Regions from separate parts of the Sus scrofa genome. Here all the other regions are linked to region 1. A link is a contact called in public Hi-C and promoter capture Hi-C data. All regions are on one chromosome and are shown on one strand. Each heading gives the region's core, a stretch centred on a gene start, on an enhancer-like site or on the middle of the called end of the contact. The rest is flanking DNA. Distances are from core to core; before and after follow the strand shown. Region 1 holds the start of HNRNPUL1 (heterogeneous nuclear ribonucleoprotein U-like protein 1). Region 2 holds the start of CIC (protein capicua homolog). Region 3 holds the start of NUMBL (numb-like protein). Region 4 holds the start of COQ8B (atypical kinase COQ8B, mitochondrial). Region 5 holds the start of SNRPA (small nuclear ribonucleoprotein polypeptide A).

Region 1 (5,614 bases), core at 1,660-4,159:
TGTTGTTCTGTTCTGTGTTCCAAGGCACTCTAGATTTTGTTGGTCCAAGATTCTGGATCCCTTAGCATCTGTGGTATAAGGCTCTACAGTTGGTGGTGACTATCCAGAGGCCTAAGTTTTAATCATTTCTAACTTTGGACACCTTCAAGTTCTGTGCTGCATCCTGTCTTTCTAGGACTTTAGTTAAGGGTCCAAGAAGTCACAGTTCTAAATCTTAAGGTTCTAGGCACTAGAGTTCTAAGATTCACATGTGGTAAGTTTCTTAAGGTCTACAGGTCTAGAATTCCAAGGTAACCTTACAGAATTAGCCTGTGTGACCCTTCCCTTCTTAGCCACCTCTGTTTCCTCTTGTGGGGGCATGCCCCCTCAAACCTGTGCAATGCATTAGGGTTGCCTCTTTTCCTCAGAGGACAATCTCCCTCCTTTTGGGCCATGCTGCCCCCCCTGAGCCAGTCCCTCATGCCCCCTGAACAGAGTATGGACTCTGGCACCTCCGGAGGGGCTCAGATCACATAAAATTTTGTAACCGTGCTTCTGCCTCCTCTTGTCTCCACTCAGCCCCTCTCCCTGTCATCTCAGTTTCCCTATCAGTAAAAAGGAGGGTTGGTGGGGTCTTGGAGTTCTCCCTTCATTAAAGAGAAAAGAACATATATACATAGACAGAAGGACAAGCAAGAAAAACAGACTCTCTGAAACCCCTAGTGAGTAAGAGACATATAGATAAGCACAGGAGCACAGGGACCCTCCCCCACCCCAAAGTAACAGCCACGTGAATTAATGGATATACCCAAGTACACCTGGTCACAAATACTGAGACACAAATTCAGACACAGAGTTACACAAAATTACACAAATACAGACATACTTACAAACATGCACAGGCAGGTAATCACCAGGAATAGGAAGAAACTAGAATAACACAGATAAAAACACTATAAAGTGACACAAATATTCAGACATATAGCGTATGTACAGGGAACTCACAGATCCAAGCGTTCAGATTCACTTACAAACACAGGCACAGAGCGCCTCCGAAAATCTCGGGCCCACATAGGGACTCCTGCCAAGACAAGCCCACTATGTTTTGCACGCATCGCGGGTACACACCATCCTGGGTGTGTCCGGCAGCGGATGGAGGAACCCTTGGCAGCGCCCGGACGCCCCCGGGTGGTGACTCCTGAAAATCGAGAACAGTTCAATCCGGGCCATAAACTTTTCGAACAAATCATTGTGGGAAGCTGGGAGGAGAGAGGAAGTCGGACGTGGGCGAGGGGCGGGGTGTCTGGACTGGAACCTACGGGCCCACGTGAGTGTCTGTGCCGCTTCTGAGTGGGTGCTGTGTGTCTAGGTTGCTGTGGTGTAAGCCTGTAGTGTAACTGTCCCTTGTCTTTATGTTTTGATGCCTCCAGCTTGTGCCGACCTTAATAGGTACATCTACACTGCAGTTTGGTGTATTATCCCCAGAATTGATGCATCTGATCCTACACACACCATTTGTTTATCTGTATTGTGTGTGCGCCTTTGTCTACGTAGAGGGTGTGTGTGGCTTTTGTAGGCTTTAGGTATAGCCCAGTGAGCAGCGGGCATTTGCATTGTGCATATTGATAATGTACCTTACAGAAGGCTTGTTTTTTTGAGTTAGAGGCGACAGGTGGTGCAGGGTTAAACATAATGAAACTACGGCGTTTAGTAGCGCGAGGCTTAATCTGTGTATTGAGCTTGTCAATACAGACGCCAAACTAGCAAATCAGCATAGATGATTTGGGGTAGAGACCCCTGAGCTTTTGGAAGCCCTTCCGCATGGAAAGGGAATGACCGCGTACAGAGCGCCCATTCCACGTAAGATAGCAACCGGAGAGAAAGACGTCAGCGCAGCTATGATAATGGAAAGAGGGGCCCCGTGAGATGATCTATCAAAGGGGAGAGAGTGAGATTTCTTTCACAACTTTTTCCCCGTTGTTTGTCTCTGCTTTCAAACCTTCAGGACTCTCTGAAGCCAAAGAGCTGCTTTTCATAAAAGCAACTGAGTTTCTTCCAGACTAAGAACAATTTGTGTACCTAAATCTCTGTTTAGTATACTTCCCTCTACGGCGAAGTTTGTAAGGCGGTCCGTAACCAGAATAGCCAATCTGGCTAGGTTTTCCTAAAACGGTGCAACTGTACTAGCTTTACCGAGATAAGACAGGAACTACGATTGGTGGACAGATTGTTTTGAAACCGCCCTAACGGCAAGGGGAAGGTCCTTCGTGAATTCATCTCTTTCCGGTTTCCTAAAGGCAATCTTGAAAGGGGGCGGGGAGGAGTGGTTTGCGGACCCTCCATTTGATTGGTCCTAGTGGTTTTACCCGCTTGGACGCCTCCAGGGGCGGGAGATTTAGACCAATCAAGATATGTGTTACAGAGACACTAGTTTGATGAAAGGACCGCGCAGGAAAGGCCGTGGGGACCTCATTCTGAGATCTCACTGCTGATGGGTCCAGGTCTTTACTCCCTTTCCCTCATTTGACCCTACTGGAGCGGGCGCGCGAACGCTACCCAATCACCGCGCGCTCCGCCTCTCACCTTTTCCCGCCCTCCCGCTCCGGCTTCGGCATCGACGTAGGCCAACGCTTCCTCCCCGGTAGCTCCCAAGCCCTTTCAGTGCCGTTCTTTTGAAAGACACGCTCTGATTGGTCGAGTCTCTGGGCCCGCGCCCGTTGCTCCCATGCGGTGGCCAATTGGCACCCGTGTTGCATCGCACGGGGCCACGGAGGAGGGGGAGGTGGCGGCGGCGGCCATTTTGAGCCGCCGCCGCCATTGGAGTGGGGGCCCCCCCCTTTCCCCCTTCGCCTCCTGACAGGAAAGGTTTAAGGGGGACAGAGCCCTGGGAGGCCGGGCCGGGCTCGGGGGCCGCCCCGGGGGCCCGGGCCATGGATGTGCGCCGTCTGAAGGTGAACGAACTTCGCGAGGAACTGCAGCGCCGCGGCCTGGACACTCGTGGCCTCAAGGCCGAGCTTGCTGAGCGGCTGCAGGCGGCGCTGGAGGCCGAGGAGCCCGACGACGAGCGGGAGCTCGAGGCCGACGACGAACCGGGGCGACCTGGGCACAACAGCGAGGAGGTCGAGACCGAGGGGGGCTCCGAGCTGGAGGGGACCGCGCAGCCACCGCCGCCCGGGCTGCAGCTGCAGCCGCACCCGGAGCCCGGCGGCTACTCGGGGCCGGACGGACATTGTGAGAGTGCGCGGGGCGGGGGCCGGGGAGCCCGGAGTCCGGGCCGAGGAAGGGCTGTGGGACGCGGGAGTCCGGCGCCTGAGGTCGGGGAGACGATCTAAGGATCGGGGGATGCCTCTGCCCGTCGCTGAAAAGGATTTGGGGACAAGGCCCGCGGGACGACCGGAGGGCGAATCCTGGCATTCGGTGCAGGGGAGATCCTGGAATGGGGGGCGGGGGTCCTCGGTTTCGGAGATGAGGAAGGTCGGCGGGGGGGGGGGTTGTAAAGGGTTCCGCAGCCTAGGACTCGGAAACCGGAAGCTGTGGTTTCTGGACCCGAAGACAATCGGAAGAACAAGAGGTTTTCTATTTGGGGGGCTGAGGAGAGTCTTGGAAATGATGATCTTAGAGCTTGGGAGCTGTGCGAGCCCAGGCTATGAGCTAGGCGTTGAGAGCTTTGTTTTCTGGGCTGGAGAGTTTTGAGGATGGAGGATCCTGGAGTTTGCTCCTGAATGGGGGGCACAGGGACTTCTTATATTTGGTATTAGTGTGGGTTGTATGTAAGATGGGTGCTGGCGTCTGGCCGGGGAAGGTCCAATAGACTGTATGTTCTGGTGTTTGGCCTGGGAGCATTTAGGGGATGTGGGAGACCACCATGCGATTGTACTGTGAGGGACTCAGATGCAGGACTAGAAGGCCAACCCGTAGGCAGGGACAACCTGGGCATTTGGTTCTGGCAATTTGGGGACTTTCTGATTGACTTCCAGAGGCGGTATATGGAACCTTGGTGTACAGAGGCTGGTGGCAGAGAGAAGGATGCCTCCCTGGGTGAGGAACCAGGAGGTCTAGAGCTGGAAAGGCTCTGAGGACAGATAATGCAGTGGCTACTGCTGAATGGTTTTAGATTAACAGTATCTGTCGTTTGGAGAACAAGTGTAGCTGGGGGTGGGGTGCAGAAGATAACAAATTGGTGAAGTTTTGAAGTGGATGGAGTATCTGGGGGATAGAGAACCTTGTGTCCAGCAAGGAGTATGTAGCTGGTCCAGTAACTACTACAGGGGAGGGGAGAGTGTGTAGGATATGGAGGGTGAAAGGAAACCTGTTGACTTGGCTGCCAGCCTCGGGGTGGAGTGGGGGAAGTGTTGGGGGGGGGTGGCTGATCATCTCCACGAGAGGGCATGTTGGTCCCCAGAAGCAGTTATTTGTGTACCCAGGGATTGGAGGAGCCTCAAGGGGTAGCAGGGAACCTCTACATCAGCCACAAGATATGACCCTGCAGAGAGAGGATGGAGTAGATGTGTGATTTTCTGGAGAGGAGACCCTGGTATGGGAGGGACTGAATCTGGAGTTAGAAAAGGGTGGTTTTCTAGCAGGACTGGCAGTGGGGATCAGAGTGGTAAAAATTAAGTAGAAAGGATTCTGGCATCCAGAGTTTGTGTTATTTCTCTGAAAAGAAAGTACTTTGAGCTATGGGGTTAAGGAAATGAGAGCTGAGGAGTCGGGGAAGACACTAGTATTTACCTGTTGAAGAGAGATGGGATCTCTCCTGGAGCAGGGCAATGTGTAGATTTGGGGTGGGGGGCAGTTGTCTGGGACCCAGGTACTGGGGAGGGTACTTCCCCATGCAGAGACCTGTGACAAAAGGAGGAGTGGGCCAGCGTGCCTGCCTAGGGCAAGTGAGCCCCTGCCAGGAATGCCTAGGAAGAAGGGCCAGTGGCTGGAGGTATCTGCAGAGGAAAGTGAAGTGCTTTAGAGGACAGGCTCTAGACTCAGATTTTCTTTCAAATCTGGCTCCATGGCTTGGGCAAGTCACTTCACCTCTGTGAGCCCTGGTTTCCTTGTGTGTAAAATTGGGATAATAATAGTGTCTCCAGTGTTGTTATGAATGAGATCACATGTGTAAGAGGCTTAGCACTGGGCCTGCCTATTATTAGGAAGTGGATGTTTTAGAGAGCAGAGAAGGGCCCCAGAATCATAGCTTCTCTGGGCGAGGCTTCCTCTGTGAGCACAGAAGAGAGTCTCAGATGTGAGGCTTTTATGGCAAGAAGAATACTGTGCTTAGCGCCTGGAAGAAACAAAATAGTTTGAAAGGGCCCCCTGTGTTTGTTCTACTTAAGGAGTTATTCTATGTCTTCTTTCTCCTCTACTCCTTAAAACAAAATCCTTTGAGCCCCTTTTATGCCCTCTTCCAACCCTTTCTTCAGCCCTGGTAAACAGACCTATGGCAAACCACGTGATCTGTGACTTTCCTCCCTTTGGGCTGCACCTGGTTTGTACCCAGATATATTTGTCCTCTGAGAAAGGATCCAATCAGTTAGCAAGCAGAATAGTCTCCTTCCCTGTGGTTCTGCCTCACTGGTCCTGGCATAGCCACTAGTAGGGCCCTAGAGGCACCTAGCAGAGCTTACCCCTGGGGTGGAGAACC
Region 2 (5,614 bases), core at 1,014-3,513, 380 kb after region 1:
GCAGGGATTCAGGCTCCCAGGGGGGCCGCAGCAGGCGCAGGCTGGAGCGGGCCACCCACACGGCCTCCTCAGGCTCACGGTGTGGTGGCTGTGGTGGCTGCGGCAGGGTGGCTGCTGGGCCGGGCTGGGAGCTGGGACCAGGGCTGAAGCGGACCTTGTAGGCAGCTGGCTTGGTGGCCACCTCCACCACCACACCCTCACGGTAGGCAGCCACACCGGGCTCCACGCAGGTACAGACGGCTGTACCCACCACCAGCGCACCTGGTGGTGGTGTGGCATCCAAAACCACATCCACGCCACGCCGGGGGCCCCCTCGTAGAAAGTCAGGGCCCGGTCCCCAGGGAACTGCACACCCAGGTCCTGGCTTCGGCGCACCTGGCGTACCACAGCCGGCAGAAAGAGGCCGTCCCTACGCCGAGCCAGCACTCGCTGGGACCGCAGCTGCCGCAGGTCATAGCCACCACTGGTGCTGCCAGGGGGCCAGGGGCCTGGACCACAAGCTTCGGCCGGCTCATCCTCCAGGTCGGCTGAGTGCTCACTGGCTGTATCGGTGGAAGAGGAGCGGGCGGAGGTGGGTGGCTGTGGAGGCACACCCAGGGCGCCGGCCTCCTCAGGGGTCCGTGCCCGCTCTTCAGGGCCACTGGCTGCCCCGCTGCTGCCACTACCAGCCCCGTGCTCCTCCACATACTTCTTCTTGGGTGCTCGTGACTTGAACGTAGCCGTCTTTCGACTGAGTGAGGGCTCCCAGCGGCCTGCTTCCCCCTCCAACTTGGGTTCCTCGGCTGGGCCTGGGGCTGGCTCGTCGGGGCGCAGTTCCAGGGGCAGGCCCTCAGCTCCAGGGCCCTGCTCGGCCTCCTCCTCTTCCCCCTCCTCAGCCTCTTCTGGCCCCGGCTGCTGCTGCTGCTGCTGCTGCTGCTGCTGCGGCGCCTCATCGTCTTCCTCCTCTGGCTTGTCACCCTCCCCAGCACCTCGCCGCCTCAGGGCCTTGGCCCTGGTAGCTGGTGGGGACTTGCCACCAGTGCCAGAACCTGGGAGGCCAGCACATGCCTTCTTCATTGGCTTCATCTTTTGTCCACCTGCAGGGTGAAAGGGCAGACGGGGATCATTGGAAGCAACTCAGGAAGACTCCCAGACCCCGTTTTCCCCAGGACTTTCCACTTGCTGAGGCCACTGCCTCACCTCCACAATCTCCAAGGTCTCCTTCCTGGCTGCCCCTGGCCGGCACCCAGACACAGACTGGCACCCATCTGCCTCCTGTGCAGAGAACAGAGTAGGTGCAAGCACACACTCTGACTGCCCCAAGGGGACATGACAAGCAGTAACAGTTCATGCCTATGGAGCACTAACTTTATGCCAAGCCCTGGGCTAAGCCTGACTTTATTAACCCATTTCAGCATCACAACAACCCTAAGAGGCAGGTGCTACTATCAGCCCCATTCCACACTTGAGGAAAATGGAGCACAGAGAGATCAAGCAACCTGTCTAAATTCATCCAGCTAGGAAAGGGCAGAGCTAAGATCTGAACCCAGGCGATCTGGCTCCAGTCTGTGCTCCTAACCATTTCAGTGTGCTGCCGCCTGTCACATGATCCAGAGGGCACACTTCCTTGCACTGTCACTGTCCAGAGAGCACGCACACTCACACACACACATGCACAGGCACACAGTCACAGAAAGGGAGGTAACGGGGCTGTGATGGGAGCCTCTCTCTACCACCACCCCCCGACCCCCATGGGCAGCCTGGGCATGGCCAGGCATTGTGGGAAGGAGTGCGTAGCTGAGAGTCCCAAGGGACAGCTGCCCACGTTGCTCTGCACCCCAGGCCTGCCAGGTATAGCTGTCTCCCCAGATCCTGGCAGGGAACAGGCAGGGGCAAGTCTGGGGCAAAAGCTCATACCCAATGCTGCCACGGGGCCGTGAATAAGCACACACATGCCCACAAAGCCACACACACACACACACACACACACACACGCACACACAGAGGCACGCACACGTCATCACACAGTGGGGCACAGAGCTACACCCCAGGGTTTCACTGTCCCACTGGATGGAAGCCTGCCCCTCCCCCCACAGCACCCAGTATGATACCCGAAAGCCCAGCCCCCTCTTCTGACCTGCTTGCATCCCCGCCCTGGCTGGGCTGGCTCTGGCAAGGTGGCGGAGCCGACCGGGCCCCCCTGGCCCCCAAATATGCCCTCAGACTCCAGGTGGGGGTAAGTAGGAGAAGGTCAAAGAAAGCAGGACAAGCCCAGCAGACCAACCTCACCCACTTCCTGAACAGTCATTACTGCCCGCCCCCTTTCAAGCTGCCCTGAGAAAAGAGAAGGGAAAAAACTTTACTCTAAAGTGACTAAGAGAACCTGAGAGGCCCAAAGGGGGGGCCTCTTGGAGAGTTGGGGGACCCAGGACCATAAGACAAACACAAGCAGAGGCAACCCTGACTTCAGGCTCCTACGGTATCCCTGACCACATGCTCTCCTACTTGGGGCCTGCTGCTCCCTTGGGTCCTGCAGTCCCAGTTGGCCCCTTCTCTGAGCCATACCTAGGGTCCTCACAGGCAGAGGCTGGAGGGCCCGGGGCTTCTCACACTGGGACAGGAACCCAAGTGCCCAGGAGTCACCACCACCACCTTCTCCCCACTGACCTGCTGGGCCCATCATCCTGAGGACTGAGATCCAGCCCCAACACAAACCTTTGCAGACCCCACCCAGGGCCTGTAACTACACTGCCTGGCACCCCTGGACTCTGCTGCCCAGCCCAGCCTCATCACACCAGAAACCAAGCAGCCTCTCTCTTTCCCTTGGGGCCTACTCTCTTCCTGTCCACTCCTCTCTGGCTAACTCCTACCCAAGGCCCTGTGAGCCCTCACCTCCCTCAGAGTCTAAGCAGTAACTCCTGAACCCCGGGCCGGCCCAGGCTCTTCAGGGTCTCCTGTCCTCTGCTCCCATCGGGCCTCCTAGCACCAGTTTCTCTGCCACACTCTCTCCCATCCTGTCACCATCTCTATCTCTACCTCTCTCTTCAGAGGCCCTAGGTCCCCTCCTCAGGCACCCCTCCTTGTCAACCTCATCTATCTCTGTCACCTCTTCCCTCCAGTCACTCTCATGTCAGCCATCTCTGGACCTGTCACCTCTCCCCATCAGCTCTCCTTGTCACCCCCTCGAACTCTGTCCCCTCCCTCTCCCTGTCACCCTGATCTAGTCCTATCAGCCCTCCATTCCTGTTACCTATTTTCTGCCCAACACCCCCTCCTTGTCAGCCTTTTTCTGTCACTCCTCCTCCCCACCACCTCCTCCACTCAGTCCCCTTCCCACCATCCTACTCACGCCTTTTCCCCTGTACCCCCTCCCCGTCCCTGCCACCTGTCCCCTCTCGGCCCCAGCACCCCAAATACCCCCTGCCTGTGTCAGCCCTGGCCCCGCCCCTCACCTCGGGCTCAGCGGGGTTTCGGGGCGGGGGCCGAGGCCCCGGCTCGGTCCGGTCCGGTCCCTCCCCGCCCCCCCTCCGGCTCTCCCTCTCGATTCTCCCTTTTTTTTTACTCCAACATACAAAATGGTGAATGGACCTGCAACAGCTGGAGCAGCCAGCCAATCAGCGGCCACAACCCCGCTGACCGGCGCCATCCTAGACCAATAAGTATTCGGAGCCTGGACAGCTCCGCCTCTCACCGCCGAGCGACGCTTGCCACAACCAATCGCGCCCACCCGGCAGCGCTAGGGGGTGGGGCCAAAGTCCAAGATCGGCCTCCCTCTGGGACCGACACCAACCCGAGCCTACGACCGCCGGATCAGCCCAGGATCCCTCCCTACATGAAATGATCGGCACCAGTATTGACCAATCGTAGTCCGTCTTAGTACCGAATGACGAATACAGTACCCAGTCGCCTTGCACTCTAGGCCGGAACCCAGCCTCTGTGAGGGACAGTAGCCAATGAAATGAAAGAAGGTGGGGCTAAGGGACAGGCACTCCAATGAGAAGGCTCGGAAGGCGTGGCCTGAGCATTTGTTGACCGGCTAATCGCAGTTCCTGCTGGGAATGGTAGTCTTCTTACATCTCCGGCCCATAGTCGACAGTACAAGGCAGACTACAACTCCCATGTAACAGAGTGCTTGGAGCACCGAAGAACCCGTGCGAGGAGAAAAAGTCGAAAGGGCAGTTCCTCTTGAGTCTCACTGGACACCAGGGGCATCTTAGACCCAGGGCCCCGACTCACCCGGATTCCCGGCTCTGGCGTCGCCGCTGGCTCCTCTCAGTGGCGGCGGTAGCGGCACAAGGGGGAGGTGCGAGGAGCAGCCAACCGCCACCCTCGAGTCCCGTAGCCAATCAACAGCGGTCAGGGCGGTGCAATGACCTCACCGGGTTCTACTCTCTTACCCCTCCCCCACGTGATTGTTGCTGCTGGTAGCCGGGAGTAGGGAAGTTGAAGGGGGGGAAGGGAGGAGAACAAGTGATGTCACCTTTCCCCCGCTTGATTGGCTGTCGAGTGGCCGGGACTACAACCAATCAATAGTCTCAGAAAGTCTGGCGCGGCCCCGCGGAAAGCCCTGTTGCCACCGGGAGGGGAGAGAACGTGCGCTCCTCGGGTGGCGCGCGCTGCAGAGGAGTCAAGGCGCGCGGTGTGGCCCTGGGAACAGGTCACCTCCTCCGAGACTTTAACATTTAGGGCGGCGTAGTTTTCTGACAGCCCCTCAGGCATGGGGGCAGGGAGGCACGAGACTGTGGAAATGCAGGTCTTAATGGAGCGTCACACCGCACTTCGTGAAGAGCTACACTTTGTGAGGGTTCACACTTGAGAAAGCAAGATTTTTTGTTAAGGTGGCCCTCCACCACAATGGGAGTGGAGAGGAGAGGGACATCCCCTGTCAGTAGTAGATTCTTGCTGCCCAGATCTGGGGTTCCCACCAGGTGTGAACCTGTCGGCAGTCCATCCATACTCTCCACATTGCATTTGCCCTGGATTGCGGGTGACATAGGGGAGTCACTTGATGCATCTGATTGGTTTCCAATATACACATGGGATTGTCATCTAGTGTAAAGAATATGCCCAGCCTATTGCAGGTCCTTACTGCCTATAACGTTCACACTACCAGTGAGAGTACACTGTGACGTGGCCAATTCACTCCCGGCTAGAAAGGAGTAACAGTTAGCCAATGGGATTCATTGAGTATGAAGGAGATTCACATTCACTTTATCCATGAAATTCACATAATCCACTGTCCTGCAGAAGATTTGCTTTGACAGTGGGGGAAATTTCACTGTCTACGAGAAGTTCACATTGGGAAGGAATCTTACACTATTACTTACGCTATTATGACTATCTTATACTGTCGTATTATTACTACTATTTTAGTATCATTCTAGAAGAGAGTTTGGAGGAGAGTTTTCCATGTAGCATACATAGCAGGTTAAAGATCCACCGTCATCACTGCTGTGGCTTGAGTCACTGCTGTGGTGCAAGTTTGATCCCTGGCCACATGCTGCAGGCACAGCCAAAAAAAAATGTTTATATTCATCAAAGAGTTCCTGCTGCCCACTTAGGTAGACCCTTGGAGAACGGCTCATGCTCTCCTACAAGGGATTCACAGCAGCCACAGAAAGTTTTTCATGCACAG
Region 3 (5,614 bases), core at 1,062-3,561, 360 kb before region 1:
ACTCTGTCACCAAATCACACAGATTCAAACACAAGTGGCCCGGCACGCATGCAGGGACACACACCACCCACTCCAAACGGCTACACAACCACAGACACACCTTCTCTCAGACCATGACACAGACACAAGTAGATAGAGTCACCCAGGGTTACAGACATGTAGGTCACGCACAAATATAGAAGCCACAGTCACATACACACCCCCCTACAAACACAATCATCTGGCGCCCCCACATATAGATGTACCTATAGCTTGAGTCACATGCAATGAAAGAACCCAGTATTAATAGTCAGGGCTTCAGACCCCAAGTCAAATACATAACCCAGATCACACATACACAACTATAAATGCACACAATCACTCAGTATCAACACATAGAGCTTGATATAGTCATTTATACTACCCTGGTCCCACACACAGATGTGGCCATGAGCACACAACTACAGACATCCAAGTCACAGTGCCAGCACACCTGTCACATGTGACTTTATCGACAATGGCAGCCATACACCAAAGTTGCAGGCACAGTTGTGTGTCATACCAACACGTGTAACACACATACAAAATCAGAGAGACAGTCACACTCAAAGCCACGAGGACAGTCAACACACACATGGACACAGAGTCCTAGACACAACTCCACTTACAGTCACAACTCCACCCACATCTTTAGTCACATCTTCACACACAGGCCCAGCCCCAGACCCAACAGATAACACTGTCACACAGCCAGTTAGAATTACCATGCATGGGGTCACAAAAGACATCGTCATGGACACAACCACACAGTCACTACCATGCACACACTCCAACACAGACAGACTGAAAAGCAGAGGGTTCTGCAGTGAGCAGCAGTCATACACAACCACACAAATGCTGGGATCACACACAGACACGATCACAGACGCTACCATACCCAACCACAAGCATGAAACACACACACAAATTCCTCATAGTTGCCAGCTGCAGCTCGCTCTCTCTCTCGCTCTCTCTCTCTCACACACACACACAAACACACACACACACACACACACGCAGGCAGCCACAGTCACAAATACACAGGGTCACACTCTCAGCCACCTCCCCATCAATTGCTTGCTTCCCTGCTTCCCCCCAGGTACCATACATACACAAAGCCTCCATCACCGCAGACGCTGCACCCCCAGCACCGGGTCCCTGGGGAGCCGCCCCCTGGCCCAGCCTGAATCCTGGAGCTTAGGGGGCCAGAACCCAGAGGGGAGGTGGCGCATTGTCTGCAGGTGGGGCCCCTCCCAGACAGCTGGGCAGCCCCAGGGACAAAGGGGGCGGCCCAAGAGACCTGTGCCCTGGGACCTTTGACCAAGCCTTTGGGGGTGGGTGGGGGGTTGCCTGAAATCTCCCCTATTTTATTCAGGCTTTGGGCGGGCAGAGGGGGTATGGAGTCCCAGGCACAGAGACCTTGTTTTGAGAAGGGGCTGTTCCCAGGACGCCGCCCAAGGACTCGGGGGGGGGGGGGGGGGAAATGCTGTGCCCAGGGCGCCTCTGAGGCCTGGGATCAGACTGTGCCTGGAATCCCCCCAAGGCCTTGGCTTGGTGGGGCAGCAGTGCCCAGGGACCCCATTCTCAAGACCTTGCCTAGAGGGTTGCTGTGCTCAAGAACCCCCTCAGGCAGGGAGGGGTAAGGATTGCATCCGGTCTGGAATCCCTTCCTGGAGGCCTTGGCTTGATATGGGGGCTGCGTCTCAGACCCCGTCCCCAAAATCTTGCCTAGGGAGTTGTACCTAGAATCTGTCCCCCTGCCCTTGATTTTTTTGAGAGGGAGGTCTGTGTCCGGAATCCCTATCTCCAGGTCCTTGGCAAGAGAGGGCCTGTGCCGGAGACCCCTGTCTCCCAAGATCTGGCTTGGTGGGGAGTCTCTTCCTGGACCCCCACCCGGGACCACCCTCCTCAGCCTTGGCACCCTCTCTCCATCCGGGCGCCGCGGCCTCCTCCCACCCTTCGCCACATCAGCAGCGGCGCCGCCCCCCACCCGAGCCCCCCTCTCCCGCCCTTCTCACGCTGGCCGCCGCGCTGCGGGACATCCAGGGTCCGGGCGCCCCCGCCTCCCGCGGCCCCAGCTGGGCCCGGATCCCCGAAAGCTGCTGCTGCTCCTGTGGCGGCGGCGGCAGCTCGGTCTGACGCGGGCCCGGGCCGGGGGCCGGGAATGGTGCGGGATGCACGCGCGCTAGCCTGCTCCGCTCCCGGGAGGATTCCGTTCCAGGGGCGGGGGAGCGCCCCTCCCGCCTCTGCTCCCCGCCCCAGCCCCGCCCATTGGCCCGCCGCCTGCTGGATATGCTGGGAGGCCCCGCCCCTTGACCAGCAGGCCACGCCTATACACAAATAAGACTCCGCCTTCTCCGGTGTGGCCACCGCCCCGCCACGCCCATTGGCCAGTGCTGGGCTGAGCATGCACGTGAACACAGCTGAGACCTTCCCCCGAGGTCGGTCCAGGCGTGAGAGCCCTTCCCTTCCGTGACCCCCGACCTCAGATCCCCTTAAATTCCGTGTCCGAAAGAGTCGCCTCTGGAGACGCCTTGCAGCCCCACATTCCCAAATCTTCTAGCTAACCCCACAGTTCTCCCAGCCCAGCGGGGGCGGGCAGAAGCGGTGACGAGGCACTTTTTGCTGGGAAGGGGAGGGGGAATGGACTGGACCCGGAGCGCGATCGGTTCAGCTTTGGGGGCGAGGGCGCCAGGCTGGGACCCGGGCGCGGTTGTGGCCGCCCCAGTGCCCCCCCACCATCCGCTCCCCGCCCAGTCCTGTGGGTTTGGCAAAGCAGCTGGCCGGGGCATTAAGGCCCATTAGCAAAAGCAAGGTTGCTGGGAGCCGAGGAGAAGGAGCCAAGAGACTGGGAGGTGGTGTGTGTGTGCTGGGGGGGGCATGTTCTCAGCTGCCGCAGCCTTCGGAGCAGGTGGTCAGCACGTGCGGGAGGGGCGGGGGGGGGGTAGGGAAAGGGGAGAAGGAGGTTCCCCGCAACAGATGGCCCAGGCAGGACTGGGGCTTTCAGACAAGAGGGTGGGAGGGGGCTGGCCATCTGCACCTGGAGGCAGCCTGTGAGCTCCCCCCCTCCCCTCCAGGAGCAGAGAAAAGAGCTGGGGGAAGGGGAGGGCCACTTTTATTAGGACTAAAAGTTTAATCTCACCCCCATGCCCTCCCCACCACACAGAGAGGATGGAAGTGGGGAGAAGGCAGCTGGTGCGGGAGTGAGGGAGGCAAAGGTGAAGGCTGCCCCCACCACCCACCGCCTCTCCTCTTTCACTGGCCACATCTGTGGGAGACCTGAGGCCGAGGTGAGGGACTCCCTCTCAGGATGTGTCTGGTTCTCCGCGATGGCAGTGCACAGGGGCCTAAGGCTTTCTCAAATGTTGGCAGAAACAAATTCATATCTGGATAGAGTGCCCACATGCCCCCTTCGCAGTGGGGAGAGCAGGATATGGTGCCATGAAGCTGGGAGTTCCCTAGTCCCGGGGTTCCCCAGCCCTGGGTGAGCCAGGGAGCTAGGCAAGACTGGGAAGCCCAAGGGCGGGGTCCCCAGAGCTGGAGCAGCGTGGGAAGGAGGCCTCATAGCAGGGGATGGCCTGCCGTGGGGCTGGAGTCCCTGAGAGAGATGGAGCTCTCTGAGGGGTCTGAGCAGACATCCCCTCTGGTCAAGAGGCTTTGGGTGGTGGCTACGCCTGGCGACTGGCCCAGTAGCGGTGGTAGGTGTCCTGGAAGAGGTCCCGGCAGGCAATGTGGGCACGGAGGCGGGAGCAGGCCAGGAAGGCCCCTGCCAGCTTTCGGTGCAGGGCATAGGTCTCTTCGGGGGGTGGGCGAAGCCGGTGCTGCAGCAGCACAGGGATAAGGCCCTGCACGCGGCGGGCAGTGTCCCCCGCCCCAAAGTCGTAAGGGCCCTGGGTGGCGAAGGGTTCCCCAAGGATCATCACCGCTTCCACGTGGGCGTCAGAGAATGCCTGGGGGTCGGGGAGACCAGAGGCACCCAGTGTAGACAGACAGCCCTCCATCCCCCCAAGACCCTCCAGAACAAACACCAGCCCCCAACTCCCCGAAGCAGAATAGGCAGCCTCCACCCCTTCCAGAGCCCCTAGGAGACAAGGAGCCACCTGCTCCTCCCCAAAGAAAGAGTCCTTCCTGCCCTCTCAGGGACCCCAGTAGACAGGTTGCCCCCACTGCCTCTAGAACAGAGAAGCTGCCTCCATTCCCCAAGCCCTGGTATCCGGTATCCACCAGCAGACCTGCTCCCTCCCCTAGAACAGATAAGTGGTGCCCTCTTTCTCAGGGTTCCTGAGTGGCCAAGCAGCCCCAGGGCCCCCAGTAGAGCTAAGCAGCTCCCCATTTTCTCCAAGAGACAGCAGCCCCTACTCTCCCAACCTTGGTCTCAAAGCCAGTGAGGAATCTGAGATCCCTCGACTTCTGCAGGACCCGGTCTCGGTCTCCATTGGCTGCAGCCATCACCACCTGGGGAGACAGGTGTGGGCACAGGGTCAGAGGGGTTCAAGGGGGGGTTTGGAGGTGGGATCTACTTAAGCCCTCTCACCTAGAGGCCTCCCCCTGGCCTCCTTACCGCTGTCTGTGTCTCTCTCAAGACTGTTCCAGAGCCTACAGCTGGGCTTTGGTGGTCAGGGGTTCTGCCCACTTGGCCGGGAAGGCAGAGTCTGCCTGGAAACCACCCCCAGGGAAATAGCACAGAGGAAAACAGATGTCAGGTGCCGCCCGTGGGTCCAAACACTCAACTGGGCCAGGATGGGACCATGACCTGGACCTGCCTCTGAGGCTGCCCCTGGGCCATCTCTGTGATCACCTTGTTGAGGTCTGGTTCCTGCCCTAGACTTGGAGCCCCAGGAGAGCAGGGATCCTGGCTGGGTTTAGTCCCAAGGGCACAGGGTCCTGCACTGAGGAGGCCCTCGGTAGAAACCTTTGTGTGACAAGTGAGGGTGCAGAGCTGAGCGGCGCTCCAGCCATGGGTTCACGTGGGGCGTGAAGGGCACATGGACAGACAGACAGAAGCGGGAGCCAGCCTGCTTGGGCTCCGTCCCGATTCTGCCATTGGCTGGCTGACTCCGGGCAAACGGCTTTGCCTTTTGGGCCTCCGCTGTTCTCATCTGTCAAGTGGGAATGATGAAAGTGTCTGCCCTGTGGGCTTTGGGAGGATGAAGGCATAGCTGCAGAGTGCTGAGCACAGTGCCCGCACAGTGTAGGAAACGCCGTAGCTATCACAAGCCGAGATTATTACTAGGAGGTCGATCCTCTCCTTATATGAGGGTCCCCACTTCCCAGCGAGGAAACAGGCTCAGAGTGGGGAGCAGCCCCCGCGAGGTGGGGAACTGGGGTGAACCCTTTACCACCGAGTTGCCCCTTCTTGGGAGAAAGGGGGATACAGGATTAAATCAGGCAGTTCTGTTCTGTCCCAGCTCCCCCTGCCTGAGCCTGTCTGGCCATCTGTCACGCCTGTGGTCCTCAGGGGGCTGGTGTGACAGGGCTTTTTTCAACTGGAAAAGGCTGAGGAGGTGGCAGGAGGGCCATGCTAAACAGGCCTGGGGGGGAGGGGCAGGGGACGTCCCAGCTACCCAGAGAGGCCAAGGCTTTGTGCCTCAGGTGG
Region 4 (5,614 bases), core at 1,081-3,580, 340 kb before region 1:
AAACTGGCAACCTCATGGTTCCTAGCTGGATTCATTTCCACTGTGCCATGACAGGAACTCCCTGTAAATCAGTCTTTTTAAAACTTGAACCATGATCCACAGTAAAGAAGACATTTGCATTATGACTGATAGAGTAAGTTTGTATGTTTCATGAACCAGACTTTCCTCTACACGTGCACTCATATTTTCCATTCTATTCTTCTTCTTCTTTTTTTTTTTTTTTTTTTTTTTTTTTGGCTGCCCTAAGGCACATGGAGTTCCCAGGCCAGGGATCAGATCTGAGTTGCAGTTGTGACCTACGCCACAGCTGTAGCCACAGCATATTCTTTTTTTAATGCTGGTTGCAACCTACTAAATTATTTCACACAGATTGTAACCTGAAATTTGACAACCTGGTGTCACCTCACCTCCCTAGCCCCCATTTCCTCATCTCTAGAATGGAAACAAACACTCACTGATTCAGCGCAAAGAGATCACATGTGCATGGGGCCCTGCACATCCCAAGTTCTCAACAAAGGCAGGGTTCCTCTCTGTTTCTCTGGGTTTGGCCAGGCTTTGCCTTCATTCTCTTTCCATCTCTCCCTCCTCTCTCCGTCTCTGATTCACTCTCTCCCTTGCTTCACTCGGTAAATGTCACCTCCTTGGATCTAGGTCACAGTCTCCCACAGTCACACCTACCCCCAAAGTTGGCCAAGCGGCTGATGCGCGAAGCCGGCACCTTGCGTTCTCGAGCACGGTCACTCAGCTGGGAAACCGGGCGAAGGTGTGAGCAGAGAAAGATGGACATCGGGCCCAGGGAGCCCAACCAGCCTGCCACCACACCCTTCCCCAAGCTCGGTAGGCGAGGTGCCTTCCTGGGGTATTGCTGGATGGGCGATAGTGATACCTGGGGCCGGGGCGTCTTCCTGATTCGTGCCTCCCGTGCCTTGCGAATGTCCTCCTCACCCAGACCCCTGCCAGGCCCATCCTGATGAAGTTTTTGGGCCCAGGAACCCCCACGTGGCCCCTGCAAAAGACGTGAACACTGGGAAGGAGTGGAGGACATAGGGTCCACCTGGCCCTTTTGGTTCCCTCCCTGTCCTTTGACTCCCTGAAGCCTCCCCCAGCCTCATCCCCTGGGAGACCCCCTCCCAAGCCTCTTACCCAGCAGCGGGGCCCAGGCCCCAGGGCCCCACAGGGCAGACCAATAGTCCGGCCCAGGTGTCCACAGGTCCCTCGCAGTGAGCCCCCTACCTCCAGCCACATTGTCTGGGGGAGAAGAGGAGGAATTATTCGGGTAGGAGTTGTGGAACTGACCTCCCTGCTCTGTCGGCCTTTGCCAAGCCCTCACATTCTTCTGCGACCACGCTAAGATTCCCACCCCTCAAAGACTTCCTCCTCTGTTAATAGGACCCCTAGTTGCTAGGAACCCACGGCTCTTCCTGCACACCTCTCCAAACCACTCTCCTGCGGTCCCACTCACCGCTCCTGCGGTCCCACTCCCCGCCGTTGCCAGGATCCTACCCCCCGTCCTCCGTTGCTAGACACCCACAGGTCCTCCAGGGCTACCTCTCCACTCCTCTGAGCACCCCCTTGTTGCTAGGCACCGCCTTCCCCTCTGTTGCCAGGCACCCACAATTCCTCCCTCCCCCCCCCCCCCGCTACCCCCGTAACTGGGAACCTCCCCCGGTTGCTAAGCACCTACGGTTCCCTGGCTCTGGGTGCCCTACGCACGGGGCCTCCTGCGCTTCCGGGACTCTCCGTAAGCCCGCCCCCTCCGGTCAACTAGCCAATGGCGCAAGAGAAGCTCGCTGACTGGCATAACATACTCTCCGCCGCGCGTGAGGGGGCAGGGCCAGGGGCGGGGCCTAAGGATGGGCTAGGGCACTACCCCGGCGCTCATGTGCCATTTTATGCCCTTCCACTCACTTCAAAGTGCCTTGTACACGGCAGACTTTTCAGTTTCCTACAAGTCTTTTCGGCAAACATCCCTCTCCTTTACAAACTCCACACCTCTCCTTTGCGGGAACATTTTGTTATTCTCACTTTTCTCCTTTCCCCAGGAGACTCAACAGCTCTTCTTTGAACGCCCGTCTTCTCAGCAAACATTTCTCTTGCACAGAGCCCCTCCACTTTTCACACTCACCCTCTGCTTCAAATACCCACATCACATCCTATACCCACACCCTCTCCCTTGCACTTCTAACCCTTCTGTCTTGCTCACCAGCTGTTTCCCTCCGTGTGCATAAACCCCCTCCCTCACCCTCAGCCCCAAGCACACTGGACTCCTGTTCCCTCGTACACCCTGCTCTCTCTGCTCCCCGCCCACCTGCAGGATGGTGTGAGTGGGAGCCCTCTGTTTCCTGTAGGCCTGACATTTCCCAGAACACACTCAGCCAAGATTCCCAGTGCTGACTCAGGAACCTTGGCATCCCAGAAAACCAGCTCCCAGCCCATCTGGGTGTGTGTGTTGTTGATGGGGGAGGGAGGACAGGCTTAAAGCCTGCTCCCCCTACAATAGTCTGACTCACCTCTCTTCTCACAGTCTGGAATAGAGGCAGCTGGCTGGGGCATCTCTCCCACCCCTGGGAGAAGAAGGGATGTGACGCTTCCCCCCACAAAACCCGCCCTGACCCTGTCTAACCCCCTATGTCAGAAATCAAATCTCCCTGTCTCTGTGCTATGTGACCTCAGAAGAGACTCAACCCTTTCTAGATCTCAGCTTCCCAGACTGTATGATCCATTAGGGGGCTCCTGCTACAACTTCTTATTGGTCTGTAAAAAGATGACTCATTTTAGGGCCCTGGGCCTGTTCCTAATGTCCCTTTCCAGGTGACTCAGTTTCAGAAACCACCCCCTGTACCCCTCCACACATAAGGGTCTGACTCAGAGCTAGGTGGCAGCTCACCCTTGGGGGCAAAAATACATAAATAGCACCTATGACAATAACTAACCCTACAGGGCTGTGGCTGATGATACCAAGCCTGGCACCACATGCTTCATATACATGAGATCATATCAGATAGCCTAGGGCTACAAGCAAAGCCTACAGGCTGGCAGAGCTCTGAGCCTTAATGTCCCCATTGGTAAAATGGGGTCCTGATATCCCCCCTTGTTCAGTGTTACCGAGAGAGAGACATGAAATGAAATAGTTCCTGTAGAGAGCTTGGCACGGGACCAGAACAGAACTATACATGAGAGAAATTTCTTAGAGAAAACCATTCTTTTCCACATTTTCAGTACACCCTTACCACATGCTTTTCTAGGCACTGGGGACATAGCAAAGCAAAAATCTTTGCCCTCTTGGTGCTGGCTTCTGGCGAGGGGCACAATAAAATAAATACGTATATGTAATAAAGTGGCATGTGCTACAGAGAAAAATAAACCAGGGGAGGGCGGGGAGAGAAGGGAAGACTGTGTTTGAATAGAGCAGTCAGGGAGTTTCCTGGTGGCTCAGCAAGCTGAAAATCCAGCCTTGTTGTTACTGCTGGGGCTCTGGTTTGATCCCTGACCTAGGAACTTCCACATGCCATGGGTGTGGCCAAAAATAAATAAATAAATAAATAAATAAATAAATAAATAAGGTGGTCAGGAAAGGTCTCATTGAGGAGACATCATCTGAGTAAAGACCCGAAGGAGGTGAGGAATGAGCTATTGAAATAGTTGACAGGGAGTTCCCCTCATGGCTCAGTAGAAATGAATCTGACTAGTAACCATGAGGATGCAGGTTCGATCCCCGGCCTCGATCAGTGGGTTAAGGATCTGGCATTGACGTGAGATGTGGTATAGTTCGAAGACACGCCTTGGATCTGATGTTGCTGTGGCTGTGGTGTAGGTTGAAGATGTGGCTCAGATATGGTGTTTCTTTGGCTGTGGCGCAGGCTGGTAGCTGCAGCTCTGATTCGACCCCTAGCCTGGGAACTTCCGAATGCCGCAGGTGGCCCCCCCCCCCCGCCGCCCAAAAAAAGAAGAAATAGTTGAGGGAAGAATGTTCCAGGCAGAGGAAATAACCAGAGCAAAGTCCTTGGGGTGGGAGATATCCCAAAGAAATAGCAAAGAGGCCAATGGGCAGAGTGAGTGAGGGGAAAAGAAGAAGCAGATGAGGTCTGGGAGGTAACAAGCCAGCTCAGGTGGCTACTGTGAGTCATGGTGAGGACTGGGGCTTTTCCCTGAGTGGGATGGGAACCACTGAGGATTCTGAGCAGAGGTAGGACAAATTTAGGGAAAATATTCTTACTTTCAGCTCTTCTTCCAACACCCCCAGCCTCCAAAGCAAGTTATATCACTCAGGAGGGACCAAAAGTCCAGATTTCCTTTTAGGTGGGCTTTGGTTCAAATCTACGCAATTTAGATGTGTGATCTTAACTCACCGCTTTGCCTTTCTGAGCCCCTGTTTTCCTAATGGTGCAGTGGCATTGATGGTGATCCCTGCCTCACAAGATGTGGGATGTAAAGAGGTAAGTACAGGAGTTCCCATTGTGGCGCACTGGAAACAAATCCGACTAGGAACCATGAGGTTGCCAGTTCCATCCCTGGCCTTGCTCACTGGGTTAAGGATCCGGTGTTGTCATGAGCTGTGGTGTAGGTCACAGACACGGCTCGGATCTGGTGTTGCTGTGGCTGTGGTATAGGCCGGCAGCTGTAGCTCTGATTGGACCCCTAGCCTGGGAACCCCCATACACTGTAGGTGTGGTCCTAAAAAGCAAAAAAAAAAAAAAAAAAAAAGGTAAATACAGCACCTGACACAAAGCCAGGACACAAAAGTAAATGCTGCTGTAAATAAATAAAAATCCCCATGACAAACCCTTTTACTGATGTGGAAAATGAGGCTCAGAAGAGTTAAGTCTCTTGTTGGAGATAGGATTTGAGACCAAGCATTCTAGCTTCAGTGATTAAGACCCTGGCTTTGCCCCTCATTTAACCTCATTTGACCTTAGACAACTTCTAGGTTTTTTTTTTTTTTTTTTTTTTTCTTTTTAGGGCTGTACCGGTGGCACTTGGAAGTTCCCAGGCCAGGGGTCGAATCAGAGCTACAGCTGTGGGCCTATGCCACAGCCACGCCAGATCTGAGTCTGCCACAGCTCACAGCAATGCCACATCCTTAGCAAACTGAGCAGGGCCGGGGATCGAACTCTTGTCCTCATGAATGATAGTGGGGTTCGTTACCTCCGAGCCATAACGGGAACTCCAGACCTTAGACAAATTCTTTCACTGCTCTGGGCCTCAATTTCCCATTTGGTAAAAGTGATTAGTGTTTTTGTTTGTTTGTTTTGTTTTGCTTTTTAGGGGGCATATGGAAGTTCTCAGGCTAGTGATCTAATAGAAGCTGCAGCTGCTGGCCTGGCACAGCCACAGCAACACGCATCCTCATGGATACTAATCTGGCTGCTGAGCCACAAGGGAAACTCCCTGATTGACTCTTAAAATGGAACCCAATCTGACTAGTGTCCATGGGATGTAGGTTCAATCCTTGGCCTTGCTCAGTGGGTTAAGAATCTGGAATTGCCATGAGCTGTGGTGTGGGTCTCAGACGTGGCTCAGATCCTGCATTGCTGCGGCTGTGGCACAGGCCAGCAGCTGAAGCTCGGATTCCACCCCTAGCCTGGGAACCTCCATATGCAGCGAGCCCAGCCCT
Region 5 (5,614 bases), core at 2,108-4,607, 310 kb before region 1:
CTGTGGTTGGGGGTTTACTGCAGATTATAAACTTGTCTAGATACGCTGCCAGTTTCTTCTGAGTCTGGGCAGGTCACTTCTCCCTCTGCCCTCCCCACCTCCCCAGCCCAGGGCTCGCCCCTCCCCTCCCGCCAGGGTCTCTGGGTGCTCCAGGCTCCTCCATCCCCGGACTCTCCCTCCACTCTTTGAAGGTAACCTCTCTCCCTGCAAGGGCACAAAGCCCTTCCACAGCTCCCCAGGGCCCTCAGGACAGCCCAGCTTCCTCTGCATGGCCCCCCACACCATGTGGACCTGCGAAACTCCACGTGTGCCACCTTCTCTTGTAGGCAGATAGGTTAGGGGTCCCCAGAGAAAGAGAACAGGTATGGCTTTCTAGACAGAAGAGAACCCAATACGTACAAAGGAAAAAAAAAAAAACAACTCGAGTTCCTGTTGTGGTTCAGGAGATTAAGAACCAGACTAACATCCATGAGGATAGGGTTTCAATCCCTGGCCTCGCTCAGCGGGTTAAGGATCCAGCTTAAGGATCCAGCGTTGTTATGACTGTGACACTTTGGCCTAAGGCATTTTGTGATCTACACTTGGCCACAATGCTCATCCTTGAATAGGTCCAGGAATTAACTCTCTTAAAGGAAGGAATGCAGAAACAAGGGAGGATCAGTTAAGAAACAACAGTGCAGCCTTGAGGCAGGGCCCTGGTTCCTCAAGGAATACACAAAACAATTCACCCTCCAGTGGTGCAGAAACTAAGTCTCCTGCCCCCCAGAAATAAGTATTTGCAAGTCATTAAACACCTCTTTACTTCACTCTGGGCCTGGGCACAAACTGTTTACTTTCCACATCACATACCCCTGAATAATCTGCCCAACAGCACTCAGGGGTCCCCTCTATGCGGGCTGCACTGACCCCCAGCCCAGGTACTCCCTTTGGGCCCTTCCCTCACAGCTCTGACCACCCTGGGCTGTCACTGGTAGAGGTGGGATCTGTCTCTCCCACCGGGTGTTTGTCAGGGCAGGACTTTTTTCATGGCTGAAGGCACACTGCCACTGAAAGGATCTAAGTAGGGGGCTGAAGCAGACAGGCTATTCATTTTTGTTTTTCTCTTTATGGCTGCACCTGGGATAGTGGTCGAATTGGAGCTGAAGCTGCCAGCCACAGCCACAGCCATGCCAGAGCAGCTTGCAGCAATGCTGGACCCTTAATGCTCACCCTGAGTGAGGCCAGGGATTGAACCTGCAGCCTCATGGATACTAGTCCGGTTCTTAACTCACTGAGCCACAACAGGAACTCCAGGCTGTTTGACCTTGAGCAAACGGGAAACCCCAAGAGGAGATGGCTGGAGTGACCTAGGGACAGGTTTTGGGTGAGACCCTGAGTGGGTGGGTGAGGTGGGGCATGGGGACCCTACCGGTCCTTGTGCAGTTTCAGGAGCCTCTTGACATCCTCTCTGCTCTTGGGGACTGGGCCGGCCCTCTCCAAGGCCTCCTTCAGGAGCTGGCTCTTCTCCAGGCCGAAGACATGAGGGGCAGCAAAGCCGGTGGCAGGTGGTGGAGGTGGCAGTGGGGGTGGTGGGGGTACAGGGGCCTGGAGACTCAAGGGAGAGGGTGGAAAAGCTACGTCCGGGAGATTTGGGGGTAGGGGAGGAGGTGGGATGATGGGGGTCTGGGGTGCAGGAGTTTCTGGAGGATGAATTGGTGGCTCTAAGGGAGGAGAGCATGGAGAAATCATTTTGGGGTCTGTGACTTGCACTGGAAGGCTTAGCAGAGGGAAGGGAAGGATCCTCCCAAATGCGTTGGTCACAGGGATGGAGATTCTGAAGGCTTTAGAGCTGAATTCCAGACTTGGGGGAGGAAGGTGAACAGAAGGACTGAAAAAATCAGGGCTAAAACCTGGAACTTTGGAAGCAGACTCAATCCCTGAGGCTGACTGAAATCACAAGGAATTTGAGAGTTAACGCGGTCCTTTAATCTGGAACCAGATTTGAGATACAGAGTTGGGGTGCAAGGCTCAAGCAGTGATACTCATTAGGAGTTAACTTATCAGGGGCTAGATTTGGAAACTTGGGGTTCAATCTCAGGATATGAAAGCTCAGACCTAGAGTAAGGCACCGAAAGCGGATTTCGAGCCACAGGATTAAAGAGTGGGAGAATTTAGGCTAGATATCCACCCCTCGCATCACAGACCCGAGTTTGGAACCTTAGCGCTGACCTTTGAGTCAGAGGTCAAGAGGTCAAAGGACATCTGGCAGGGAAAAAGGCCTAGCTGTGGAGAAAGTCCTGAAATCAGAGCGCAAAAAGAGGAGGCTTGAGGGTTCGGGAAGGCCGATAGATCGGAGGTCGTTGGGAGCCGCAACAACGCTCGGATACGGAACGGAGTCGGAAGGTAAAACACTGCTCCCCTCCCCGCAAAATGGCGACCGCGGCGCACAACCTTTCCCAAATTTCGTGGTAAGACTTGAAAGTGGTGTCCGCCCCTTTAACGATCACGTGACAAAGAACGCGTAGCGGAGGGGGAAGAGGTGGGGCTCCTAAAGAACTGCCTCCGAGGAGTCCGCCGCGAGAATTGCGTCCCGATTGGCTAGAAGCGCGTGAGGGGGCGCGGCCTTCACTGATTGGCTTGTAGCCCGGGGCGCCGCAAAAGCCAAGGGCTTGCAGTGGTCGGGCGGAGTTGTTCTGCTGAGGCGGGAACCCAAGGATCGTTTTGATTGGCAAAACCTCGGTCCGAGAGCGAGACTTACTCTGATTGGCCAAGCTACCAGGTGTCCGCGAGGGGATTGGTTTGTAGAAAGATAAAGGCGGGACCAGGAGAGGAAGTTTTGTGGTCGGCGCACAGCAACGCAGAAGGTGCCGCTTGCGGGAGCTGCGACTTGGTTCGTGAGTAGTGTGCTCAGCGGCCATTGGGATCGGGCGGGTGGAGAGCCTGGCGCCCGGGCCTTGCCGTGCCTCGGGGGGTCGGGGGAAGGAGCTATTTCTGCGCTGTGCGAGGCCAAGACTCCGCAAAGTTCTCACTCCTACCTTAACTGGCTCATACATCCGGGCTTTTTCTCCTGGGCCGCCCTTTGAGCGCGTGGGCCAGTGGGAACCGCCACCTCGGACACCCCGCCTACAGAGTGGCGTAAAGCATCCTGGGACTCGTAGTAAACCTCTCGAGATTTCCTTCACCACGCGGGCAGGAGACGCCGTGTCGTGCGTTTGCTTTGTTTTTCGAGGTGTTTGTCTTTTCCCTCCTCATTACCCACTTGACTTCCTCTTAGAAGGAAGATCTCTAAGCAGCCCACGTTGGGACAAAGGATTTGGAGAAACCCAGTTCCGAGGTTACCTTTTTTATTCTTTCAGCTCTGTCTCAGCAACTCCTTCCATGGCAGTTCCCGAGACCCGTCCCAATCACACTATTTATATCAACAATCTCAACGAGAAGATCAAGAAGGATGGTGAGTTCTGGAAATAGTTCCGACTCGAGGCTGTCCCACACTTGCCGGCCCCCTCGTCTATCCCCAGCATCCGCGTCTCTTTCTCAGTCTTCTCCAGGCAAACTCTTAGCGTAAACCCCAACCCCTCGGCTTTTGCACATGCTGCTTCCTCTGAGTTTAAGACTTCCTCAGTTGTCTTACAGCCAGCCCATTAACCTGGTAACTGTTGCCCATCCTTCGAGGTTTCAACTCAAGGAGCCCTCCTCCCGGAAGTCTTACCCCTCCCCTTTCTGCCTGCCATGCTTGCTTCTAACTTCCCTTGACTCTGAACATACCCCTTTAAGCCCTGATGGTTGTGGACTGTTTTGGGGCAGTCTCCCTGTTGGCCTTTGACCTCCCTGAGGGTAGGAGCTGGAACTGCCTTGGTCATTGTCATGGTCTCAGTGATCAGCCCACAATGACACTGTTTCATTTCAAAGTGAAAATGAGATGAATAATAATGATGGCTAACACTCTGTTTATAAATCTTGATTACATTGAATTTAAATGGCAACCCCGCAGGAAGGACCTGTTGACCCCATTTCTCAGATTAGGTAACTGGGACTCATGGGTAGTTTGATTTGCCTGAGGTCACACAGCATGGAAAAGTGAGTGAGGCCAACACCAGCCTGGAGGAATTCTGCCTGAGAACTGGATTCTTTTTTTTTTTAATTGTCTTTTTAGGGCTGCCCATTGGCATACAGAAGTTCCCAGGCTAGGGGTTGAATCAGAGCTGCAGCTGCCGTCCTGTGCCTCAGCCACAGCCACTTGGGATCTGAGCTGCGTCTGCAACCTATACCACAGCTCACAGCAATGCCAGATCCTTAACCCACTGAGAAAGGCACCCTCGTGGACACTAGTCGGGTTCATCATCGCTGAGCCACGACAGGAACTCCGAAGAACTCAATTCTTGACATTTAACATATTTTTCCATTTTCTTGAGCAAGTTACTGATCCTCATTTTTTATATAGGAAAACTGGAAAAAACCTTAATACAACGTTTGCATGGATGTTATGGGGATTATGTTGACTAAACTGCCATGCAGCTTGTTTTTATGGTACCCAGTAGTTAGTAAAGGTGTTACTTCCTGCTTATCACCTCAAGACAATTGTCAGGAGAACCAAATTGTTGAGGTTGAGTTTGAGGTTGCTGATAGTTCCTGTTGAAGATAATAAAAGAAGCCATGTAAATTTCTCATAAACTTTGGGGGGGGGCACACCTGCAGCATGTGGAAGTTCCTGAGCCAGGGAGCAAACTGTAGCCAATGCCACATTCTTTTTTTTTTTTTTTTTTTTTTTTTTTTGCTATTTCTTAGGCCGCTCCATTGGCATATGGAGGTCCCACGCTAGGGGTCGAATCAGAGCTGTAGCCACCGGCCTACGCCAGAGCCACAGCAACGCGGGATCCAAGCCGGTGTGCAACCTACACCACAGCTCACGGCAACGACGGATCCTTAACCCACTGAGCAAGGCAGGGACCGAACCCTCAACCTCATGGTTCCTAGTCGGATTCGTTAACCACTGCGCCACGACGGGAACTCCCAATGCCACATTCTTAACCTGCTGTACCACAGGAAAACTCCAAATAGCTCAGTGCTTTTAGAGCATGACAGCCAGCCAGTGCTTTGTGGAGCTGGGGACACACTGGTGACTGAGACAGTCCTGGTCCTGGCTTCATGGAGCCACAGTCCAGTGGGGTGATCAGGGCACCTAGAAAGGGGTATTCAGTTTTATAGAAAAGGAGGCATTTTGGAAAAGCTTTCCAGGAAGAGGAGGCAGTATTTTGGATGAGGGAGAAGAGAATTCCTAAGCTGGACCTACATGCACAATGTCTCGGGGCAAAGAGCCCAGGGCATTCTGGGAAGGTAAGTCCTGCAGTTTTGGGTGCCTGAGATTTAGAGGCCTCTCAATAGAACGTTCCAGTGAGCAGCGCCCTCTGGCTCCTGGGTCCTTTTAGGCTGGGTAAAGTGTCGGACTTCATCCTGAGGGCATTGGGGAACCAGACAAGGGGTACCATCCTGTGACAGGTGAACTCGAGTGGACAAGAGAGAAGACTGGAGTGACCCAGAGTCCAGGGGAATGCTGGGGCCCAAACTGAGTTCATGGGATGGAGGGTTGAGACAGCCCAGAGAGATCATTTTGGCTCTTTGCTTCCCACTTCCCCTG

The links. Promoter capture Hi-C pulls out the DNA fragments that hold promoters and counts their contacts. Hi-C and Micro-C count contacts between places; a contact is called where the count stands out from the background.
Region 2: a Hi-C map of liver shows a contact between it and region 1, with 4 times the contacts expected there. The contact joins the promoter of CIC here to the promoter of HNRNPUL1 in region 1. A contact is called at or near these places in 1 of 5 promoter capture datasets (fetal liver) and 1 of 47 Hi-C or Micro-C datasets (liver).
Region 3: a contact with region 1 is called in a promoter capture Hi-C map of liver, with 3 times the contacts expected there. The contact joins the promoter of NUMBL here to the promoter of HNRNPUL1 in region 1. A contact is called at or near these places in 1 of 5 promoter capture datasets (liver) and 1 of 47 Hi-C or Micro-C datasets (heart right ventricle).
Region 4: a contact with region 1 is called in a promoter capture Hi-C map of fetal skeletal muscle, with 2.8 times the contacts expected there. The contact joins the promoter of COQ8B here to the promoter of HNRNPUL1 in region 1. A contact is called at or near these places in 2 of 5 promoter capture datasets (fetal skeletal muscle and liver), 1 of 47 Hi-C or Micro-C datasets (liver) and 1 of 2 datasets of contacts at active chromatin or transcription factors (alveolar macrophages).
Region 5: a Hi-C map of subcutaneous adipose tissue shows a contact between it and region 1, with 1.5 times the contacts expected there. The contact joins the promoter of SNRPA here to the promoter of HNRNPUL1 in region 1. A contact is called at or near these places in 4 of 47 Hi-C or Micro-C datasets (epiblast stem cells, heart right ventricle, liver and 1 more).

What each region holds. Positions count from the first base shown.
Region 1 is chr6:49,277,387-49,283,000 of Sscrofa11.1, forward strand. It overlaps HNRNPUL1 (heterogeneous nuclear ribonucleoprotein U-like protein 1), which reads left to right and starts at 2,910. Exons shown (of 17, transcript XM_021094416.1): 1 at 2,910-3,210. The coding sequence starts at 2,910. It overlaps AXL (AXL receptor tyrosine kinase), which reads left to right. Exons shown (of 23, transcript NM_001128458.1): 23 at 1-531.
Region 2 is chr6:49,661,883-49,667,496 of Sscrofa11.1, forward strand. CIC (protein capicua homolog) reads right to left here and starts at 2,264. Exons shown (of 22, transcript XM_021094423.1): 1 at 2,117-2,264; 2 at 303-1,076; 3 at 1-300. The coding sequence starts at 2,126.
Region 3 is chr6:48,915,884-48,921,497 of Sscrofa11.1, forward strand. NUMBL (numb-like protein) reads right to left here and starts at 2,312. Exons shown (of 10, transcript XM_021094402.1): 1 at 2,037-2,312. The coding sequence starts at 2,060. It overlaps COQ8B (atypical kinase COQ8B, mitochondrial), which reads right to left. Exons shown (of 15, transcript XM_013988587.2): 14 at 4,387-4,473; 15 at 3,117-3,968. The coding sequence ends at 3,687.
Region 4 is chr6:48,936,864-48,942,477 of Sscrofa11.1, forward strand. It overlaps COQ8B (atypical kinase COQ8B, mitochondrial), which reads right to left and starts at 2,331. Exons shown (of 15, transcript XM_013988587.2): 1 at 2,309-2,331; 2 at 1,144-1,248; 3 at 887-1,024; 4 at 679-745. The coding sequence starts at 1,245.
Region 5 is chr6:48,968,511-48,974,124 of Sscrofa11.1, forward strand. SNRPA (small nuclear ribonucleoprotein polypeptide A) reads left to right here and starts at 3,358. Exons shown (of 7, transcript NM_001077222.1): 1 at 3,358-3,430. The coding sequence starts at 3,358. C6H19orf54 (UPF0692 protein C19orf54 homolog) reads right to left here and starts at 2,534. Exons shown (of 4, transcript XM_005655850.3): 1 at 1,409-2,534. The coding sequence starts at 1,728.